2 separate regions of the Danio rerio genome follow, and region 2 is linked to region 1. The links are chromatin contacts, called in public Hi-C maps. All regions are on one chromosome and are shown on one strand. Each heading gives the region's core, a stretch centred on a gene start, on an enhancer-like site or on the middle of the called end of the contact. The rest is flanking DNA. Distances are from core to core; before and after follow the strand shown. Region 1 has its middle 9.9 kb from the start of tgm1l1. Region 2 holds the start of yju2 (YJU2 splicing factor homolog).

Region 1 (4,111 bases), core at 834-3,333:
GGTTCATCTTACAGCAAGACAATGACCCAAAGCAGACCGGCAAAATGTCAATGGAGTGTCTTCACAACAACTCGGTGAACGTCTTTGAGTGGCCCAGCCAGAGCCCAGACCTAAATCCTGTTGAACATCTCTGAAGAGATCCAAAAATGGCTGTACACTGTCGCTTCCCATCCAACCTGATAGAGCTTGAGAGGTACTGCAAGGAGGAATGGGCAAACATCCCTAAAGACAGGTGTGTCAAGCTTGTGGCATCATATTCAGAAAGACTTGAGGCTTTAATTGCTGCCAAAGGTAGTATTGAGCAAAGGCTGTGAATACTGATGTACATGTGATTTTTCATTTTTTTTTTTTTAATTAAAATTTATTAATTTGCAACAATTTTAACAATCTTTTAAAAAAAAATTTATCTTTTTCACTTTGTCACATTGGGGTATTGTGTGTAGAATTTAAAAATATAAAGACAAAAAGAAAAAAAAGTGAAGCCCTATGAATACTGTCCGGATGCACTGTAACTGCACTGCAAAACATGCAGGGCTCCACACAATCAATTTGTGCTTATTAGTTTAACTTATTTAGTTTAACTTATTAGTTTATACAAATTTAAGTGGATTTAACATTGAACAATTAAGTTGTCTTAAAGAAAACTCAAGAATTGTGTTGTTTCAGCTTATTTAATATGAGAAGTTTGAGCAAACAAACATCGTTTTTTAAGTGTGTGTATTCATTGTTAATGTTTTTATACAGTGTTGCCTACACTACAGAAATATAAAGTTATGTAAACATTTAAACATACAGTGTAATAAATGCCGGGTTTCACACAATTGATTTGTGTTGGGACGGCATGAAGGAATTAAGTTAACTTAATAGTTTCTTTTTTTTTTTTTTTTACAAATTGAAATCCCCCCTAAAAGTTCATTTTAAATAAATAGTTTGAACAAACAGCAAAACTATTTTCTGGTGTAAAATATTATGTAAATTATACATATATAAATGTATAAAACTTAACTATGGGAATATTAATAACTATAGACATTTGCATTAAAGTAATGTAAGAAATATAAATATAGATAAAGCTGTAAATATGAAAATATAAATAACTTCAGACAATTGCATTTCAGTACTGTAAATATAAATAACTGAACATTTGCACTTCAGTGATGTAAATATGTAAACAAGAAATCTGGAAATATATTGTAGTGTTACATTTCGAAAGTCAAAACAATTTGTTTAAACTAATTGATTTAGAAGGCTAGAGGACTTTAAAAAATAATGAATATAATACAAAAATAGGCGAGGCAGTGGGTAGCACGTTCGCTCACAGCAAGAAGGTCGCTGGTTCAGTTGGCGTTTCTATGTGGAGTTTGCATGTTCTCCCTGCCTTCGCATGGGTTTCCTCCGGGTCCTCCGGTGTCCCCCACAGTCCAAAGACATGTGGTACAGGTGAATTGGGGAGGCTAAATTGTCCGTAGTGTATGAGAGTGTGTGTGAATGTGTGTGTGGATGTTTCCCAGACATGGGTTGCGGCTGGAAGGGCATCCGCTGCGTAAAAGCTTGCTGGATAAGTTGGCGGTTCATTCCGCTGTGGCGACCCTGGATTAATAAAGGGACTAAGCCGACAAGAAAATGAATGAGTGAATGAATACAAAAATAAATGCGTAAGTTATGCATTAAAATAAAAAGTGATCATCTAAGTCTTTGATACTTTGCATATAACATATGCAAGTGTATGCTCTCATTTCTTTTTACTATGCAATATTTCTAAAGAACAATATTGTTTCCTTTTTTCTAATGAAATCTAAATGAGCATATTGCAAATACTTGTCTTCACTATCAAATCAAGCCATCAGATTGACTAATTTCAGTGCGAGTTCTCTCCAGTGACGCATTTTTGACATCATCGCTGCTCTGTGATTGGGCGTGTCTGAGAACAATGACAGGTCTAATATAAATGCAATCCGTGCAATCATGAATGACATTATTTAGAATCAATGTTATGATATATGGTGCTGTATGTATTATGACATATAACCATATGAATCAGACAGGAGTGGTAAACTTTGCCCATATCGCTCTCACTCATTTCCTGTGCGTATTCACTTCAAGTTGCGCAACTCCCTTTGTCTTGACGTCAAGTTTTGTAATGGTACTTTGTCCACCCTTTTCTCTCTCTTAGGTTTAAAGCTGCACAAAATAGCTCAGTCAAGTTTATCACCTATATATTGTATTAAAATATATACAGTTGAATTATTAGCCCCACTGATTATTTTTTCCCCTAATTTCTATTTAACGAAGAGAAGATTTTTCCAAACATAATAGTTTTAATTACTAATTTCTAATAAATGATTTCTTTTATCTTTGCCATGATGACAGTGAATAATATTTGACTAGATATTTTTCAAGATACTAGTATTCAGCTTGAAGTGATATTTAAAGGCTTAACTAGGGTAAATAGATTAACCAGGCAGGTTAGGGTAATTAGGCAAGTTATTGTATAACAGGTTTGTTCTGTCGACTATCGAGAAAAAATATAGCTTAAAGAGGCTAATAATTTTGACCTTAAAATGGTGTTTAAAAAATGAAAAACTGCTTTTATTCTAGCCGCAATAAAACAAATAAGACTTTCTCCACAGGAAAACAATATTAATAGACATACTGTGAAAATTCCCTTAATCTGTTAAACATCATTTGGGAAATATTTTTAAAAAAGACGAAAAAAATCTAAAGGGGGCCAATAATTCTGACTATGGTGCTCAACATAAATTATGAAGTATTTTCATCCATTTCTCAGTAAATATAGGTCAAATAATTTGATACATTCATACATAAAATACATAAAATAATTTTGCAATTTATTAAAATAATATTTAAGTCACCAAACATATTAAAAAATAAACATATGGTACATTTAAATTCATGCAAAATATTGGAAAAAATACTTACTCAACTAAGTTTTATATAGTTTTTGCTTCTCTTAAACTTAGCTTTTTTAAATGTTTATTTAATATTTTTCCCTAACATATCATTTTGGTGTACTCATTTTGGACTGTTGTCATGCGTTATTTAGTTAGATTAGCTCCAGATTTGGCTTCAGTACTGACTAATCTAACATACACTCACTTTATTAGGTACACCTGTCCCACTGTTTATTAACGCAAATTTCTAATCAGCCAATCACATGGCAGCAGCTCAATGCATTTAGGCATATAGGCCTGGTCAAGACGACTTGCTGCAGTTCAAAACGAGCATCAGAATGGGGAAGAAAGGGGATTTAAGTGACTTTGAATGTGGCATGGTTGTTGGTGCCAGAAGGGCTGATCTGAGTATTTTAGAAACTGCTGATCTACTGGGATTTTTATGCACAACCATCTCTAGGGTTTACAAAGAATGGTCTGAAAAAAGAAAATATCCAGTGAGCGGCAATTCTGTGGGCGCAAATGCCTTGTTGATATCAGAGGAGAATGACCAGACCGGTTCCAGTTAATAGAAAGGCAACAGTAACTCAAATAACCACTCGTTACAACTGAGTTCTGCGAAACAGCATCTCTGAACACACAACACATAAAACCTTGTGGCAGATGAGCTACAGCAGTAGAAGACCACACCGGCTGCCACTCCTCTTAACTCAGCTAAGAACAGGAAACTGAGGCTACAATTGCCACAGGCTCACCAAAACTGGACGATAAAAGATTGGAGAAACGTTGCTTGATCTGATGAGTCTCCATTTCTGCTGCGACATTCAGATAATAGGGTCAGAATATTTCATCAACAACATGAAAGCATGGATCCATCCTGCCTGGTATCAATGGTTCAGGCAGGTGGTGGTGGTGTAATGGCCCACTTTGGGCCCATTAGTACCAACAGAGCATTGTGTCAACGCCACAGCCTACCTGAGTATTGCTGACCATGTCCATCCCTTTATGACCACAGTGTACCCATCTCCTGATGGCTACTTTCAGCAGGATAATGCACCATTTCATAAAGCATGAATCATCTCAGACTGGTTTCTTGAACATGACAATGAGTTCACTGTACTCAAAGGGCCTCCACAGTCAGCAGATCTCAATCCAATAGACCACCCGAGGGATGTGTTGGAACTGGAGATTTTCACCAT
Region 2 (4,111 bases), core at 943-3,442, 330 kb before region 1:
AAACGAGGGGGTTTCATGGCCCTTTAATTATTTCCCTCACTTCCCAATCCTTTTTAAAACCTATAAATTAAATTAGAACGTCACTTTGTTTTTATGTGATATATGGGTGAAAAATGGTAAAAAGGGGCTTTCAAGCATCAAAACAATTGTTGAATAGAAGTCTAATACTATGCAAATATAAATTGTAAAAGCACTTTACTTTTGTTTCTGCAAAATGTTTAAAAAATATTCAATGGTTCACCTGTAGATAAAACCTCCATGAACAAACCAGTGTCAATTGTATACATGGTAAATACACTTTATTGTCATATTTGATAAAATAAAAAAAAGTTACTGCTGTGTCTCTTATAACCGAGGCTCTTCAAAAAGAAAAAAGCCATACAATTTCATAATACACATTAATATACAAATATACACTCACCGGCCACTTTATTAGGTACACCTGTCCAACTGCTAGTTAATGTAAATATCTAATCAGCACATGGCAGCAACTCAATGCATTTAAGCATGTAGACATGGTCAAGACGATCTGCTGCAGTTTAAACCGAGCATCAAAATGGAGGAAAAAGGTGATTGAAGAAACGTGGCATGGTTGTTGGTGCCAGACGGGCTGGTCTAAGTATTTCAGAAACTGCTGATCTACTGGGATTTTCACACGCAAAGATTTTTATATTATCCCAAAGAAGACCACAGCAGGTGCCACTCCTGTCAGCTAAGAACAGGACACTGAGGCTAAATTTCACACAGGCTCACCAAAATTGAATATAAGATTGTAAAAACAATACCTGGTCTGATGAGTCTCGATTTCAGTGGCGACATTCGGATTAGTCGGGTCAGAAATTGGCATCAACAACATAAAAACATGGATCCACACTGCTTGTATCAACAGTTCAGGCTGGTGGTGGTGGTGTGATGGTGTGGGGGATATTTTCTTTGCACATTTTGGGTCTATTAGTACCAATTGAGCACTGTGTCAACGCCACAGTATACCTGAGTATTGCTGACCATGTCCATCCTTTTATGACCACAGTGTACTCATCTTCTGATGACTAATTGCAGCAGGATAACACACCATGTCATAAAGCATGAATCATCTCAGACGGGTTTCTTGAACATGAAGAGTTCACTGTACTCAAATGGCTTCCACAATCACCAGATCTTAATCCAATAGAGCACCTTCGGGATGTGGTGGAAGGAGATTGGCATCATGGATGTGCAGCCGACAAATCTGCAGCTGTGTGATGCTATCATGTCAATATGGACCAAAATCTCTGAGGAATATTTTCAGTACCTTGTTGAATTTATGACACGAAGGCAGTTCTCAACGGGGTCTAACCTGGTACTATTAAGGTGTACCTAATAAAGTGACCGTGAGTGTATTGAAATATTAATACACACACTAATAATATTGCTAATGTTGTTATCACGTCATACTTGCATGAGATTTCAGACCGAATATTCAAAGTACCATGTTAAACATTAAGGAGCATGTCACAAGCTGTCACTGAACGAATATACTGTAAAACAGACTTCAACATATATGCATACATTCACATAAATCGTCTCACCTCATATTGAACGGTGCCATCAATCTGACCACATACTGACGGTCTTTGGGAAGTTTAAGTTTAGGGATTTTAGACGGATCAAAATCCGGGGGATAGTATTTCTGAGGAAAAACAAAGACATAACGTTAAGTTAACGTTAGCATAATATGACAAATTTACTAACTTACAGTAGTGCACTCCGTAAACACTTATTTGAGGATTCATTCGAGAGCATTAACTAACGTTTTTATAACAAACATGAATTTTAAGTGCACTAGATTTAACATAAGTCTTAAGTGCACCAGAAACATGACCTCATATTTAAAATGAGTTCATCAGACTTTTATTAAATAGACGTAAACATTGCGATGCTACTTCATTAGCTTGCTGTTAGCAGCAGTACGTTACTTTTTAATTCAACCGTAAGTCGCAGCACAACAACAGTAGTCAATTAAAGATGGATATACTTACATTTAAAACTTTTCTTTCCGACATGGTTCTCTTTAACTGAGTAAAACTTAAACTAAGAAGATAAGTTAATGCTCAAATGCGTGTTAGCACACTGATCTGGAGGTTTCTTCCTCGACTGTGTGTATCGGTCACTTTCGAGCTGCAGTGCTGCCACCACCGGCAGAACGATGGCATTACATGAGACAAATTGTGGATCTCCACCAACTTGTTTAGGAGCATACCGCCACCTATGGTTCCGGGACATGCAATTTCAAGAGTTCATGTACATTTTCATTCATTCAATTTATTAGTCCCCTTGTTAATCAGGGGTCGCCACAGCGGAATGAACTGCCAACTTACACAGCATATGTTTTTTTTACGTAGCAGATACCCTTCCAGCTGCAACCCATGACTAAGAAAGATCCATACACACTCATTCACGCACATACACTACGGACAACTTTAGCCGCCTACCCAATTCACCTGTACCACATGTCTTTGGACCCATGCCAACACGGGGAGAACATGCAAACTCCACACAGAAATGACAACTGACCCAGCCGAGGCTTGAATAAGCGACCTTGCTGTGAGGCGATCATGCTACTCACTGCGCCACCGTGCAGCCCCTCATGTACATTTTATGGTTACAAAGATAAATAAAAATTAACAATATTAATGTTAAAAATCCTACCATTTTCCTAAAAGACCATTATAATATGCTCCAGTCCTGCATCTCTGAGGAAATTCAAGGTAGCTTTGCTAATTTCCCACATTTTTCTCATTGCCCCAATAATCATTTCAAATTCCATGATTGTTCTAAATCATAAATTTTTTTCCTCCTTTCTGATTTATATTTGATACACTTCATAATAATGTACATACTTCATAAACATCTTCTGCAACTTTACACTCATCACACTTATCTGATATACTTTTAACATTAAAACGAGGGTGGATTTTAAACTGCGTGTCCAAGTCATTCATTCATTCATTCCTTCATTCATTCATTCATTCATTCATTCATACATCCTCATATTCATTTATTCATTCGTTCACTAACTTATTCATTCATACATTTATCCTCATATTCATTCATTCATTCATTCATTCATTCATACATCCTCATATTCATTTATTCATTCATTCACTAACTTATTCATTCATTCACTAACTTATTCATTCATTCATTCATACATTCATCCTCATATTCATTCATTCATTCATTCATTCATTCATTCATTCATTCATTCATTCATACATCCTCATATTCATTTATTCATTCATTCACTAACTTATTCATTCATTCCTTCATACATTTATCCTCATATTCATTCATTCATTCATTCATACATCCTCATATTCATTTATTCATTAATTCATTAACTTACTCATTCATTCATTCATTCATTCATTCGTTCGTTCATTCATTCATTCATTCATTCATTCATTCATTCATTCATCCTCATATTCATTCATTCATTCATTCATACATCCTCATATTCATTTATTCATTCATTCACTAACTTATTCATTCATTCATTCATTCATACATTTATCCTCATATTCATTCATTCATTCATACATCCTCATATTCATTTATTCATTAATTCATTAATTTACTCATTCATTCATTCATTCATTCATTCATACATCCTCATATTCATTTATTCATTCATTCACTAACTTATTCATTCATTCATTCATTCATTCATACATTTATCCTCATATTCATTCATTCTTTCTTTCTTTCATTCCTTCATTTATTCATTCATACATCCTCATATTAATTTATTCATTAATTCATTAACTCATTCATTCATTCATTCAGTCAGTCAGTCAGTCAGTCAGTCAGTCAGTCAGTCAGTCAGTCAGTCATTCATTCATCCTCATATTCATTCATTCATTCATTCATTCATTCATTCATTCGAATGCCTTCTCCAAGTCCACATTACATTAAACACACATCAGCATAAAATAAAAAATTGTCAAATGTTAGTAATTTAGGGCGACACAGTGGTTGGCACTGTCACCTCACAGCAAGAAGGTCGCTGGTTCGAGTCCCAGCTGGGTCAGCTGGCATTTCTGTCTAGAGTTTGCATGTTCTCCCCGTGTGT

The links. A called contact is a pair of places that touch in the nucleus more often than the background predicts.
Region 2: a Hi-C map of embryo shows a contact between it and region 1, with 2.6 times the contacts expected there. The contact joins the promoter of yju2 here to the enhancer-like site in region 1. A contact is called at or near these places in 1 of 18 Hi-C or Micro-C datasets (embryo) and 1 of 4 datasets of contacts at active chromatin or transcription factors (embryo).

The regions. Positions count from the first base shown.
Region 1 is chr2:55,104,938-55,109,048 of GRCz12tu, reverse strand. No RefSeq gene overlaps it. Among named protein-coding and RNA genes, the nearest start is that of tgm1l1, 9.9 kb to the right of the region's middle. Within about 2 kb of position 2,083, at least 8 of the 62 cell types and tissues checked have an H3K27ac peak or open chromatin away from gene starts, as enhancers often do.
Region 2 is chr2:55,436,744-55,440,854 of GRCz12tu, reverse strand. yju2 (YJU2 splicing factor homolog) reads right to left here and starts at 2,192. Exons shown (of 8, transcript NM_001110833.1): 1 at 2,019-2,192; 2 at 1,569-1,669. The coding sequence starts at 2,042.